Linked DNA regions of Mus musculus: all the other regions are linked to region 2. The links are chromatin contacts, called in public HiChIP or PLAC-seq and promoter capture Hi-C maps. All regions are on one chromosome and are shown on one strand. Each heading gives the region's core, a stretch centred on a gene start, on an enhancer-like site or on the middle of the called end of the contact. The rest is flanking DNA. Distances are from core to core; before and after follow the strand shown. Region 1 holds the start of Kif2c (kinesin family member 2C). Region 2 holds the start of Ccdc17 (coiled-coil domain containing 17). Region 3 holds the start of Nsun4 (NOL1/NOP2/Sun domain family, member 4). Region 4 holds the start of Rps8 (ribosomal protein S8). Region 5 holds the start of Plk3 (polo like kinase 3).

Region 1 (2,700 bases), core at 36-2,535, 590 kb before region 2:
GTGGTGCATGCCATGGCACATTTGTGGAGGCTTTGGGGAGTTCATTCTCCTACCATGTAGGTCCAGAAGATCAAACTCAGGTCTTCAGGCTTGTCAAGGTTGGATAGACCAAGGGCTAGACACCATTTACACTATACATATCCTCCGCGGGGCGGTGGGGGTTCTTGGTCTGCATAGGTCTGCATACTGGGGCAGTAATGATGTGGTTCAGTGTAAGAACGTTCCCCTAGAAGCCGGACAGTAGTGGCACATGCACAAAGTCCTGGAGTTAATACCTAGTACTACGAAACAAAAAGACATTATAAATAATGACAAAAATCAGGTATGGTGATTCATGCTAATTCCAGCATTTAGGCATTGTAGGCTGCTTTTCATTGCCAGCATCTTTTTTTGTTTGTTTGTTTGTTTGTTTGAGACAGTTTCACACAGCCCACTCTGGCCTCAAACATGCTGCTTAGCTAAGGTTGGCTTTGAAATTATTCTCTTTTCTTCATCTACAGGGAGCTAGGATTATAGGCATGATCTACCATACCCCGCTTCTCTTGTGTTCTGTTTTGTTTTGTTTTTCTAGAAAGGGTTTCCCTGTGTAATCTTGGCTATTCTGGAACTCAGGCTGTAGACCAGACTGACTTCGAAGTCAAATTTGCCTCTCTCTAGTGGTAGGATTAAAGGCTCGAGTCACCACCGTATGACTTCCCCCGTGTTCCTAATAGGAAAAAAAAAAAAAAAAAAGTTTCACGGACAGGAACCATTCGTCTTGTTTATTCCACTATCCCAATCTAGCACTATGTCTAGCACTAGCATGTGACTATTTTTAATTGGTGTCTTCGAAATATTGTATACATTTCAAAGAGAAAGCAATCATCAAGAAACCAGGATTTGAACCCCTGTCTGTAGAATCACAAGGCCCTCACTGAAACATTATACATAAGTTTCCTAGTCTTACATAAAGGCAGAAGTTCGACCTGGTAGCGGGAGGGTAAGGCCAGAAGCCATAAAACCTTCCCATCAGCTGGGCGTGGTGGCGCACGCCTTTAATCCCAGCACTCGGGAGGCAGAGGCAAGCGGATTTCTGAGTTCGAGGCCAGCCTGGTTTACAGAGTGAGTTCCAGGACAGCAAGAGCTAGAAAAACAAAACAAAACAAACAAACGAAAAAACCAAACAACCAACCAACCAACCAAAAACCCTTCCCATCAGTCTCAGAGCTCGGGAGCCCGGCCACGCGCCGGAAGTCGGAGACCAAGACTACATATCCCACATTGCTCTGCGGTGCGTCGCACTGGTGACGTTGTAGGGAGGCTGGCGCGCGGGATTTAAACTGCAGCGGTTTAGGCGTTGTTAACACAGCGCAGTATTAGCAGAGTCGTGGTTTCCAAGCTTCTTTCATTTGTGTTGCCTGTTGTTGTTCCTGAGTCCATGGAGTCGCTTCACGCACGCCTGTTTCCTGGTCTCTCCATCAACATTCAACGCAGCAATGGTGAGGGCAGGGTCTTGAGGCCAAGGGGACGACCCAAGAGCGGTGAGACTGCCAAGATGGTTATCTGAATCTCCGTGTGGCAAAGCTTTGGGATACTTTCCCTTATTCCACACTGAGGGGGTCCATGTCACTACACTGGCAGTCGGTGTCCCCTACACAGGAGGAAAACGCTACTTTGGTTGTGGGTCCCTTGCCTGCTTTCTGAGTGTGGGCGGAGCACGTCTGCGGTTATTGGTGCGCCTAGCTAGGTTATAGCGATTGGATGCATTTCCTCTGAACCTGTTTTGCTTTGTTGGACCCGCGGCTTCCTCGGCCTCCTGAGTGCTGGGATTAAAGGTCATGCACTACCACGCCCGGCTTTTTTTTTTTTTTTTTTTTTTTTTTGGCGTTTGTTTTGGTTTTTCAAGGAAGGGTTTCTCTGTGTAGTCCTGGAACTCCTGTAGACCAGGCCTCGAACTCACAAATCCCCTGCCTCTGCCTCCCAAGGGCTGGGATTAAAGGCGTTGCACCACCACTGCCCGGCTCAACCATCTGTCTTTATTAAGCAATTTCTACAGGTCTAATAACGGGTCATTCATGGACTAGCCAACCACTGCCAAAAATGGACCAGGGAACTCCAGCGGTCCAGCTCTTTACTGATGTGTTCAGGAATAGCTCCTCCAAGGAATGTAGTAACTTACTTGCTCAAATGAATCTTCATTCTGTTGGAGCGGTGATGCAATTTTATCCTATGGAGCTGGGGTTTAAGGCCCATTCCCTGTTCACTTCCACTGTGGAATGGTCTAAGGGTGAACCCCACTAGAATTACTAACTAGCATTTGTGTTTTGTTTTATTTTTTGAGACAGTTTCTCTGTAACAGGGCCTTGGACCTGGACTTGCTTTGTAGATCAGGCTGACCTCGAACTCACAGAGATCCACCTACTGTACTTTGCAAGTGCTAGGATTAAAGGCATGCACCATCACAGGCCTAGTTCTTTGGTGTTTTGTTTGTTTGTTGCTTTTTAAATTTATTATTTTATTTTATGTTCATTGGTGTTTTGTGAAATCCTCTGGAAGTGGAATTACACTTTGACAACAGGGTTTCTCTGTGTAGCCCTGTCTGTCCTGGAACTCACGTTGTAGACCAGGCTGTCCTCACTCACAGAACTCCTCAGGCCTCTATCCCTGATGTATTGGGATTAAAGGCAAGGGCCACCACTGCCTGGCTGTTTGTATTTTTTA
Region 2 (2,700 bases), core at 75-2,574:
CATTCTAGTGGTGCTCTCCCTCAAGCCCTTTTCTCCTTCCAACTCTAGGACCATCAGTGTAGAAACCCTCTATGATAGACCCTTTCGTTCACCCTTGCGGTTTTGCGACCGCTGCAATTCCAGGGCTGACGCTTCCACTTGCAGCTGCAATATTTTGTCCAGAACTTCTGGGTCCCGGCCTCCACCGTGCACGTAGGCTTCACGTAGGATCCTAGCAAGAAGGCAGCAGAAAGCGATCTCCCAGACTGAACAGACTCCCGATCCTGTCCACCCAGGGCCGGGGTCCTCACCGGATCTCTGCAGCCAGCGTTTCCGGGTTGAACCGCAGGGGCAGGTAACAGAATTCCACTGCCCTATGGGTGTCCTGCAGTTTTCTGGCGCAAGCAGATGATGTCACTGACCCGAGCCCAAGGCCCCGCCCGCACTCCTACCAAAGCTGGGCCGGCAACTCACCGAGGCTGAAGCTGGAGCGCCTGGAAATGCGCACCTAGCGTTTGCAGTGCTCCCCGGGTCCGGTTGGCCTCTTCCTTGAGTTCTCTGAGCTCGCGCTCCAAGTCGAATGGGCGGGGTAATCCTCCCTTGGGTCCCGCCACGCTGTGGAGGCGCCGTTTTAATTCTGAGGGACAAATGGGCAGAGTCAGGGTGAGTCCGAGCACAGCGACAGGGCCGAGTCCTTACCTCTCACCTTCGCCGCGACGCTCCAGCGCCCGGCTCTGTGCTTCTGTTTCTGCCATGCGTCTGGCGCGGGTTCCCTGCAAGACTCGCAGCCTCTCCCCAGGGCTCCCTGCAGTCTGGGAAGTGAGACCCTCAGTCGCTCGGGGACCTATTTTCTGTAGGGACAGCAACTGCACCTGCAAATAACTCGGACCCGCTATTTCTGTACTGGGTGATTTCCAGCATGTAAATCTCTACACATGTAAAGTTGAAGTTTGTAGTCATGATTGGTGTGTACCTCCTCTGTCAGCCTCTTTAGAGCAGATGTGCTGGCTTCCTGATCACGGCTCTTTTCTTGTGCCATGATCTGGTGGCGGGGAGGCAAAAAACGTAAGAATAATGATTGATGGAAAACCTACCCCTGGCCACTGGCGGCCCTTACCTTGGTGCCTCGTTTGATCGCGACTGAAGGCTGTGATTTAAGTGTTACCTCCGGAGTCAGCCGGCCAATGCAGAATCGTTTGGTGTGTGTGGCCAACAGAGCCCAGGAGCGGAAAACCATATCACAGGATTCACAGGATAAAAGTCCTGATTCCCCTGAGTAATCGGCCATGGAATGGAATCTCTTATAGACACCAGCGTCCTACAGAGGATGTGACAAAAGAGAAAAGGCGGACTGGACAGAAAAGAGAGAAAAGGGACAAAGAATAGACCAAGTCTGCTAAATCGCCAGGTCCTTCAAATGTATGTTTATGTTTGGGGAGGTGCCCTAGCTCCCTGGGCAGCGAGTACAGGCTTAGGCAGGCCTGGGCAATGTGCCTGGCCACCTTTGGGTGGGGCCCAGGTGTGAAAATGTCAGTTTGTTCCACCAATTACAGTGAGTTTGGCCAAGTATTTAATTAACTGCGGCTTTGACTTCATTGCCTATTTAGCCTCTGATAGGCAACTGTCATCTGTACCACAGCTGTTCTCTAAAATGGACAGATTTCAAGCTAGAATTCTCCACTGTAGGGAACATTTCCGCACAAGGTAAACCTCATATTAGCAGTATGTCTTTGCATAAACCCATCTTTTACAGAATTAACACACCACACAATGGAATAGTCTTTCTAATTCCCATTCTGGGACAGGAATGATCTGAACCTTTCCAGTAATGAGAACTGGGAGACCCGTTGGGGAGAATACAATTTGTCAGATGGATACTACTTGTGAGTTAAACGAGCTCTTTCTGCTGGTCAAGTTATCGTCACCTTTACACAGATCTGTAAAAGCAACGTTCATCCTCATCTCCTAGGCGAATCTATGCCTAAAATGTTTTCAGGCTCTGAGACTATTGAATAAACTCACTCTAGCTCTTCCTCAAAGCTGGCTGACTCAACTCAGCTGTTCTGTCTCAAAGTCCTCTCTGAACTGGTTCAAACCGGCTTCTCTTAGCTTCTCATTGAAGTGCTCTACTTGGTGAAGCTGCCTCTAAACTACACTCAACTGAACTAACTCCAAGATGGATTTTCCCTGCACTGCTCTTTTTTTTTTTTTTTTTAAGATTTATTTATTATATGTAAGTACACGGTAGCTGTCTTCAGACACACCAGAAGAGGGCGTCACGGATGGTTGTGAGCCACCATGTGGTTGCTGGGACTTGAACACTGGACCTTTGGAAGAGCAGTCGGGTACTCTTACCCACTGAGCCATCTCACCAGCCCCCCTGCACTGCTCTTAAGTAGCATTTCTTTCCTGAGTTGGGCTTTGCCCATCTGTGGAGAGCTTTGTGGGGCCACTTGGCTGGGATTTGACATTAGGCCAGGACAAGGAAGTAAGCTCAGGCAGGAATCTAATTTGGCTAGAACAAAGTAGTAGGCTTAAGGCAAGAATTTTACTTTGGGCTAGGACAGGGAAGTAGGCTCAGATATCTTGGTCATCCTGATAAGCACTTAGAAACAGTGAGCTTGGGAGTTTTATTGTCTTGCTTATTCTCCAGCCTAGAACTGATCTTATTATTTGCATGTAATTAAAATGATATAAAAGCAAATTGGGGGAAAAAAAATA
Region 3 (2,700 bases), core at 56-2,555, 540 kb after region 2:
GGACATGTGCCATCGTGGCCTCATTTGGCTCACTAAAATTTTGAAACTCAAATTCTCACTTGTTTAAGTCTTATTTTACTTTTATTGTTTAAGATAATGACAGATAGCCAGTCGGTGGTGGCGCATGCCTTTAATCCCAGCGCTTGGGAGGCAGAGGCAGGCAGATTTCTGAGTTCGAGGCTAGCCTGGTCTATAAAGTGAGTTCCAGGACAGCCAAGGCTATACAGAGAAATCCTGTCTCGAAAAACCAAAAAAAAAAAAAAAAAAAAAAAAAAAAGATAATGACAGATACGTATGTGACTTGGATGATGAGTACAATTTTTGGCAGGTGCTCATTCTATATTTGTATGAGTTACAGTTTGGGCACACCCTTTTAATCCCAGCCCTTGGGAGACGGAAGCAAGCAGGTATAATTTCCAGGCTAGCCTGGTGTACATAGAGAGTTATAGGCCAGCCACGACTATGTAGTGAGATCTTGTCTCAAAAATCAAAAGGAAAAGAAAAGAGTGTGTTATATGTTTGTATATGTTCATGCATATGTGCATATGGTCTATGAATGGCAGCTGCAGGTCAACACCACACGTCTTCAGATGGTCTCATGGAATCTGGAGCTCACTAATTCAAAGACGTTGGCTGCCCCACAACTTCCAGAGATCAGTTTGACATACTTAACATTTTTAAAAAATTACGACTTAGCTGATTATACTATATGGTGGGTGGCAATACATTATAAGAATAAATGTAAGGTTACAGAAAAGCTGTCTGACCTGTAGCTATGAAAACCAAGCTTGGCCTGGAACTCACAGAGATCCGTCTGCTTCTGCCTTCCAAGTGCTGGAATAAAGACATATGCCACTCTGCTCAGCCAAACGATCATTTCTAAAAATAGTGATCACCCCCTTTCTTCTTGGATCCTAAGCGGCGTAGTCAATTTGATAGTCTCAGAAAGAACACAAAATTAGGTACCGAGTCTTGAAAAGAACCGTCTAAAAGGAAGATCTTGAAACTGGCTTCTATGGCTTCCTAGCAATTCCGCTTCTGTCTATAGTCTGCTCTAATTTCGTTCTACCTCGGCAGCTTTCTCCATGCAGGTTGAGCCCAGAAGGCCTTCCCTGCAACTTCCTAGGAGCTCCTTTAGATGCTCTAGCACAGCCACCGCTTCGTGTGCGCCCCGAGGATTCTGGTGGGTGGGGTGTGGAGGTAGGCGGAGCCCTGGGGGCGCCGCAAGCCTAGCCCCGCCCTGTCTGCCGCTGATATTCTAAGCAGCCCTCAATCCTTCCCGGAACCCGCGAGAGCGCAGCTGCAGTTTCAGTCGGAATTATTGGCGTTGTTAGTTGACATGGCTGCGCCCGTCTTAAGATGTGTTCGGAAGCTGCTGAAGCTCGTGGACTTCACGCCGGTCCCGCGGAGATATCGATATAAGAAGAAATGGGTAAGGTCTGACATTAGAGGGAGACTTATCCAGCCCTTGCGTTTCCCGTCACTCACAGTTGCATTCGGGACATGAACTCCAGGGACCGTAACCTTCTTGGAGCTCTTGTCTCACGCCTGCCTGTCCTTTTATTAACCACAAGCCTCTTCCTGTTGCGTAAGCAGCCCCCTGACTCCGCCCCTCTCTGTTAAGTCACGGCCTGAGCTTTCATTCGGTGACGTTACATCGCCTCATGTTACTTTTTCTTGCTTACTTTTATCTTGCCCTTCCCACCCTTCTTTTTCCTTTTCTTTCCTCCCTCTTACCCTTCCCCTCCAGTCCCATGAACTCTTCCCCTCCTTTCCTCCTTAAAATTTCAGCCCCTTCAACTTCACCTCAAGCAGACTGCCCTAACAACTACTCCTTCCCTCCTGAGTCTCCGTCGTCCTGCAGGAAAGGATTCACCCCTGTTCTCACTCTCGAGGTGCCTGTGGCGCCCGGGAAAGACTTCAACGACCACCTTTCCTGTAATGCTGGCCTTTCTCCAAATGCAGGCAACAGATTCACCAACCCCCCTTACTCTAGAGAACCTTTCTCTTGCCTCACCATTTCTTCTCCGTGCTTACCTCGACGGATCCCCACCCCGCCCCCTCCGCCCCCAGTCCTCTCCTCCCCACCCCCACCGGAGAGGTGCCCCTTTGAACCCTTTTCTCCACTCCTAGGAAGGCTGTACAGACAAGAGCCAGCTGGTTCATCCTCTCCTTGTTTTGACCGATTCAGCCTTCAGGGGTCACCCTCTCCTCATCAGCGGAACCTATGTTGCAACTATATTGATTCCCCAGAATCTCAGCGTTCATGCCCTCCAAGTCCGCGTCTTTGTTATGTGACTTCCCCACCTCTCATTCATCAGGCCCCTAGAGCCAGCCCAGTAACTTCCCCTGAACTTACTCATATAACCTTGGAGACAGGCCCGGTGATTTCGACTCCCCTTATGCCAGGGTCCCAGGGAAATTACTCCATCATTTCACCTCTTCTTACCCATCGGCCCCTGAGACCTGGCCTTGCAATTTCACCTCCCCTTGCTCACCGATCTGTGGAAACTAGACCTCTAACCCCTGCATCCATTTCTCACCGAGGGCCCCACTGTCCCTCTAGAAGAAGTTACAATGATCCTCCCCTTTCTTCAGCATCTTCCCCACCCTCTGGCAACCCTTACCACGACAACCCTATGCCTCCAAACTCTTGTGAACCTAAACCACAGCTTGATGTACCTCTTGGGAAAAATGGCT
Region 4 (2,700 bases), core at 113-2,612, 560 kb before region 2:
TGGTCTACAAAGTGAGTTCCAGGACAGCCAGGGCTATTCAGAGAAACCCTGTCTCAAAAAAACAAAACAAAACAAACAAACAAACAAAAAACCCCAAAAAAACAAACACAACAAAAAAATCGCTTCAAAACTGTAAAATCGTGGGGGGGGGGGGGGCTGGCGAGATGGCTCAGTGGTTAAGAGGGCCGACTGCTCTTCCAAAGGTCCGGAGTTCAAATCCCAGCAACCACATGGTGGCTCACAAACATCCGTAACGAAATCTGATGCCCTCTTCTGGAGTGTCTCAAGACAGCTACAGTGTACTTACATATACTAAATAAATAAATCTTTAAAAAAAAAAAATCGGATACACGCAGTAAAAACCTCAGAATCAAAATTTAAAACATTTGAAGTTAAAGTTTAAAATTCAAAAAGAAATCGGTCAGGTGAGAGGTCCCTTTAAAAGTAGACGTTCACTGACATTCAAGGCGACGTTTAAGTTTAAGAAATAAAATGTACTGACTGAGCTCTCATCTTGTCTGACGCCGGAGCCCCACTGTCCTCTGCTTTGATTTCACTTGGAGGGGTGTCTAGTGCCTCAGTTTCTCCTCAGCCGGCCGCTTGTTCCTCCCACTGAGCAGTAGCTCATTCTTTAGCTCAGGCTAGCCCTCAACTGGTGATAATTCTCTGTCTCAGTGCTGGATTTCAGGTTTGACCCACTGGGCCAGACCAGATTGTCAGATACTTTGGAATTGGAATTTCAGGAACTGTGAGTCGACCTAAGCACTTGATGCTTTTGAAGAGACCCTGAGCACAGTTTGCAGTACCAATCTTTCCAGAACTAAAACTGTTTTTAATTTCCTTTTTGATTGCTAATTGCTGCCATGTAAGAGATACACATGAATTTTGTGTGTTCATATACAGGGTCAAGTCCCCCTGTGAACAGAGCGTTGGAGCTTCTACTACTTCACTTTTCCAATTAGGGCCCTTTACTCTTTTTTCTTTTTTGGTTTTACAAGTTTACAAGGGTTTCTCTGTATAGCCCTGGCTGTCCTAGAACTCACTTTGTAGACCAGGTTGGCCTCAAACTCAGAAATTCGCCTGCCTCTGTCTCCCGAGTGCTGGGATTAAAGGCGTGCGCCACCACGCCCGGTTTAAAAAAAAAAAAAAAAAAAAAAATTTAAAGGACAAAATGTAAGCACAACAGGCAGGCAAGTGTGCCCTATAGCTCAGCTTAAGGAGCCCGCCCTCCAGACCGCCCAAGGTCAAGGGATTTGAGGCGGGGTCCGCGTGAGTTCGCACGCCGCAGGACCCTCCCCTGTGCCAGCGTCCCAGGCTCGCCGCGGCCCCAGGTCCTTCCCGGCAACCGGAAGAGACGTAAAGAAGGCGGGGCTGAGTTTTAGAAACCGGACCGTGAAGCTTTGCGCTTCCTCTTTCCAGCCAGCGCCGAGCGATGGGTGAGTGTTGCTGCGGGCCGGGTCGGGCCGCGGGGGAGCGAGCTCCATCCGTCTCCATCCTGCCTCCCGACGCATGCTCGGCCCGACCATGGGCCACGGGCAGCCGTGGCAAGGGCCTGCGGTGGGCTAGGGCTGTGGAGATCGCTGCGGCCGCCTCCGGGGCTCCGGGCTGCGAGCGGGCCAACATGGCTGCCGCGGGCCGGGCCGCACGCGGATGATGACACCTGGGTATGCTGCACACTCCCGACTGCGTCGTGGGGAAGCCAACCTTGGAGAGCTGAGCGTGCGGGCAGCCCGCGCAGCGCGGGGCTCGGGAGCGGGCTGATTGGCCGGCGGCGAGGCCCGGTTGCTCAGGCTTGCGTCCTCGCTCCCACACACAGGCATCTCTCGGGACAACTGGCACAAGCGCCGCAAGACCGGGGGTAAGCGAAAACCCTACCACAAGAAGCGAAAGTATGAGCTGGGACGGCCCGCTGCCAACACGAAGGTGCGTGCGGGGGTCGGGGGGAGGACGACTGGGAGAGGCTGCCTTCCCCTGCGCTAGAGCGTGTTTGCTGGGGAACACGAGTGGCTGTGATCACCTTTGTAAGGCTCAGGTTTCTCGGTGCTGGCGACTGGACATGGAAGTGTGTCCACGTGCAGGGTCTGTGCACCCTAATCTCCAAGCTTAGGGTCTACTGGAGCCTAGGAGTGGGAGAGCTGCAAGCTTGGTGTGTTCCTTACTGGGGTTCTTCCTGTGTTAGGGGGGGTCTGGCTTTTTCTGGAGGTAACTAGGGTGATGAAAACGTATCCTTAGGCGTGGTTATGGCCGTCTTGGCCACCTGTACACCACTTGCCAATGCAAGGACTTGTCATAGTTACACTGACTGTTACCTCCGTCTGGTTCGGGTTCCTCTCCCAGTCCCCACTCGTTTTGATGACACATGTTCTGGCCTTCTTGTGTTCTCTAGATTGGCCCTCGCCGCATACACACAGTCCGAGTTCGAGGAGGCAATAAGAAGTACCGTGCCCTGAGATTGGATGTGGGGAACTTTTCCTGGGGCTCTGAGTGTAAGTAGGTGTTGAAGTATTTGAATTTGTTCTTGCTGAAAGATCCTGAGGTAGTTGGAGAATTCTTTGCCATATTCTGATCTCTTAACTCCTGCAATGAGAGGTGCTTTCTAGAGAATGTTAAAAAAAGATTTCAGTAATAAAAAAACATTAACTGCCCCAGCCCCTGATTGTGAATCTCTCTTTGTATGCAGGTTGTACTCGCAAAACAAGG
Region 5 (2,700 bases), core at 70-2,569, 540 kb before region 2:
GCCTGGTTTACAGAATGATTCCAGGACAGCCAAGTCTACACAGAGAAACCTATTTCAAGGAAAAAAAAAAAAAAAAAAAAAGATTTCACATCGAAGCCGGGCAGTGGTGGAGGGGCAGAGACAGGTAGGAAGTCAAGGCCAGTCTGGTTTACAGGTCGAATTCCTGGCTTCCTGGAAACTCTGTCACAAAACAAAACAAAAACCAAAACAACCCTCCACAACACCCCCCCCCCAAAAAAAAAACCCACACAGAAAAAGATTCCACATAGATCATAGATTCCTGCCACCTACTTGAGTTTATCTGTAATGGACTTCAAAGCTAACTGCCCAGTTGCAGGTCTCTAGCACCTAAGAGTGTCCAGTTCTCATTCCTCACTGTCTGGCCTTTTGCCTGCTGACTCGGTGCAATAGGTATTTTTGAGAATATGATGGGGAACTCAGGGTCTGGGGCAGAGGTACAGGTCTGGAGTCCCATCATGTCAAAGGTGAAGACAGAAGGACCTCGAGTTCAAAGCCAGCCTGGATCACATGACAGCTACTCTGCCTCAGCTCTCCTTTCCCTCAGAAGAATAATAAGGTAGAATTGGGTAGCAGAAGATGTAGCCTGGAACATGGTGAAAAACAGTGAATACTGGGAGGCAGGGGCAGGTGGATCTTTGATTTCAAAGCCAGCCTGGTCTACATAGTGGGTTCTGGGACAGCCAGGGCCACACAGAGACACCCTGTCTTGGAAAAACAAAACGCAAACATAAAACCTTGAATACCAGGCTCTGTTCCACAAACCCATTGCACAGTCCCAGACCAGGTAAATCGGGCTCTGCAGCGTGCTATTCCACAGTCCCCGAAGAGGGCAGCATGCTCTGTACCAGAGCAAGAGATGCTTGCAGGAAACCACCTGTGTTGGTGATGTGCACTGAGCAGTTTGCAACACCCCTGTCTTTCCTCCCCAGTTTGAATGCTAACCCTTACTGTTGCTCGAAAGAGGCCTCCGGATAACTGGCCTCCACTCCGACTTCAGCACACATTCTAAGGATGAAGGGGAAAAAAAGAGTCACTTGCACTGGGTAGCCTAGAGAAACGGAGCAGGGTTACACCTGCCAGGCGACTAGCTCAACCGGGGCTCCTTTAAGGCCAGAGCAGGAGGAGTGGCCTTTAAGAACGCCCAGGCAAGGGAAGATCTTTCAGGTGACGTAAGGCGGAGCAATGGGCGTGGCCTCTCCAAGCCTGGCAGCCAGGAAAGGGGCGGAGCTCGAGATGACGAAACACCGGGGAGGGGGCAGGGGTTCATTGATAAAAACGTCGGACTCCCCCTTGCCCTGGCGCGATCGCAGCGTAGAGAAACCAGGCAGCGCCACGCGCGGCCGGGGCCGGGCGGAACCGAGAACCAGCTCGGCAGGCGCTGCGCCGCGCCGTCCGCATGGAGCCCGCCGCCGGCTTCTTGTCTCCGCGCCCCTTCCCGCGCGCGGCTGCCCCGTCCGCGCCCCCCGCCGGCCCGGGGCCGCCTGCCAATGCCTCCCCGCGATCGGAACCTGAGGTGCTGGCCGGGCCACGGGCGCCGGATCCTCCTGGTCGCCTCATCACCGACCCTCTCAGCGGCCGTACCTACACCAAGGGTCGCTTGTTGGGCAAGGTGGGTCGGGGCTCCGGGGTAGCGTTGACGGAGGTGGAGGGGAGCTCTGCGGACCCGACCGGGCCACTCCGGAGGTGGAGAGGAGCTCTACGGGCCGGATCCGGCCACTCCGGAGCGCCCAGATCGATGATGCAGCTTCTTCTTTCTAGGGGGGCTTCGCACGCTGCTATGAAGCCACTGACACCGAGTCTGGTATAGCCTACGCGGTCAAAGTCATCCCACAGAGTCGCGTCGCCAAGCCGCATCAGCGCGAGAAGGTGGGTCCAGGCCCTGCGGTCCAAGGGATGGGGAGGGGATGGTGGCGTGGGAACCCTGGAAAGATGAGGATTTCACTCCCCTGTCGCAGATCCTAAATGAGATAGAGTTGCACCGAGACCTACAGCACCGCCATATCGTTCGCTTTTCACATCATTTCGAGGATGCTGACAACATATACATTTTCCTGGAGCTCTGTAGCCGAAAGGTCCGGAATGGGGGCGGGGTGGGTTCATTGGGAACAGGGGTAGGGGAGGAAGCGGGTTCTTAAGATCCAAAGCTGTTCTTGTCATCTTTAGCAAACACAGATGGAGGGAGGGTCTGGGAAGGCAAGCGGGGTCTGAAACAGTGACTTTCTGCAGTCCCTGGCCCACATCTGGAAGGCCCGACACACCCTGTTGGAACCAGAGGTTCGCTACTACCTGCGCCAGATCCTTTCTGGCCTCAAGTACTTGCACCAGAGGGGTATCTTACACAGAGATCTCAAGCTGGGTGAGATTCCTGCGTCTGGTCTGAAGGGTGGAGACCTGCGGAGGGATGAAAGGCGTTAAGAATCTGACGCGTCTCTCTGCTACTGTCTAGGAAATTTTTTCATCACGGATAACATGGAACTGAAGGTGGGGGATTTTGGGCTGGCAGCTCGATTAGAGCCCCCAGAGCAGAGGAAAAAGTGAGTGAGGGGATGGTGGCCACAGCCTGTTTGTGACACAGATGATGTACAAGGTGACCAGATATGTACTTGGGATAACCAGGGAAGGGGTAATGATGGGTTTTCTGTATGTGTGACAGTAGAGGTGGCAACCTAGGTCACTGGG

What was found. Promoter capture Hi-C pulls out the DNA fragments that hold promoters and counts their contacts. HiChIP or PLAC-seq counts read pairs in DNA pulled down with a chosen protein or histone mark. Capture Hi-C pulls out chosen DNA fragments and counts their contacts.
Region 1: a promoter capture Hi-C map of cranial neural crest shows a contact between it and region 2. The contact joins the promoter of Kif2c here to the promoter of Ccdc17 in region 2. A contact is called at or near these places in 9 of 39 promoter capture datasets (the C10 cell line, cranial neural crest, frontonasal cranial neural crest and 5 more), 5 of 484 Hi-C or Micro-C datasets (embryonic stem cells and large pre-B cells), 6 of 115 datasets of contacts at active chromatin or transcription factors (bone marrow-derived macrophages, embryonic stem cells, fetal liver and 2 more) and 2 of 9 other capture datasets (embryonic stem cells and liver).
Region 3: a contact with region 2 is called in a promoter capture Hi-C map of adipose tissue. The contact joins the promoter of Nsun4 here to the promoter of Ccdc17 in region 2. A contact is called at or near these places in 4 of 39 promoter capture datasets (the C10 cell line, cranial neural crest, liver and 1 more) and 1 of 9 other capture datasets (adipose tissue).
Region 4: a promoter capture Hi-C map of second pharyngeal arch cranial neural crest shows a contact between it and region 2. The contact joins the promoter of Rps8 here to the promoter of Ccdc17 in region 2. A contact is called at or near these places in 9 of 39 promoter capture datasets (the C10 cell line, the HPC-7 cell line, cranial neural crest and 6 more), 2 of 484 Hi-C or Micro-C datasets (both in embryonic stem cells), 2 of 115 datasets of contacts at active chromatin or transcription factors (bone marrow-derived macrophages and embryonic stem cells) and 1 of 9 other capture datasets (liver).
Region 5: a contact with region 2 is called in an H3K27ac HiChIP or PLAC-seq map of microglia, with 5 times the contacts expected there. The contact joins the promoter of Plk3 here to the promoter of Ccdc17 in region 2. A contact is called at or near these places in 2 of 115 datasets of contacts at active chromatin or transcription factors (effector CD8 T cells and microglia) and 2 of 9 other capture datasets (adipose tissue and liver).

The regions. Positions count from the first base shown.
Region 1 is chr4:117,181,209-117,183,908 of GRCm38.p6, reverse strand. It overlaps Kif2c (kinesin family member 2C), which reads left to right and starts at 1,285. Exons shown (of 20, transcript NM_134471.4): 1 at 1,285-1,478. The coding sequence starts at 1,418.
Region 2 is chr4:116,595,354-116,598,053 of GRCm38.p6, reverse strand. Ccdc17 (coiled-coil domain containing 17) reads right to left here and starts at 1,324. Exons shown (of 13, transcript NM_001037916.3): 1 at 1,097-1,324; 2 at 953-1,021; 3 at 686-791; 4 at 454-616; 5 at 291-374; 6 at 93-211. The coding sequence starts at 1,267. It overlaps C530005A16Rik (RIKEN cDNA C530005A16 gene), which reads left to right and starts at 424. Exons shown (of 3, transcript NR_029450.1): 1 at 424-2,212.
Region 3 is chr4:116,052,416-116,055,115 of GRCm38.p6, reverse strand. Nsun4 (NOL1/NOP2/Sun domain family, member 4) reads left to right here and starts at 1,305. Exons shown (of 6, transcript NM_028142.5): 1 at 1,305-1,432. The coding sequence starts at 1,340.
Region 4 is chr4:117,154,794-117,157,493 of GRCm38.p6, reverse strand. It overlaps Rps8 (ribosomal protein S8), which reads left to right and starts at 1,362. Exons shown (of 6, transcript NM_009098.2): 1 at 1,362-1,436; 2 at 1,817-1,923; 3 at 2,387-2,486; 4 at 2,681-2,700. The coding sequence starts at 1,433. It overlaps Snord55 (small nucleolar RNA, C/D box 55), which reads left to right and starts at 1,646; the gene lies at 1,646-1,723. LOC115490046 (a small nucleolar RNA gene) reads left to right here and starts at 2,205; the gene lies at 2,205-2,308.
Region 5 is chr4:117,132,582-117,135,281 of GRCm38.p6, reverse strand. Plk3 (polo like kinase 3) reads left to right here and starts at 1,319. Exons shown (of 15, transcript NM_013807.3): 1 at 1,319-1,630; 2 at 1,780-1,887; 3 at 1,977-2,093; 4 at 2,248-2,377; 5 at 2,468-2,555. The coding sequence starts at 1,418.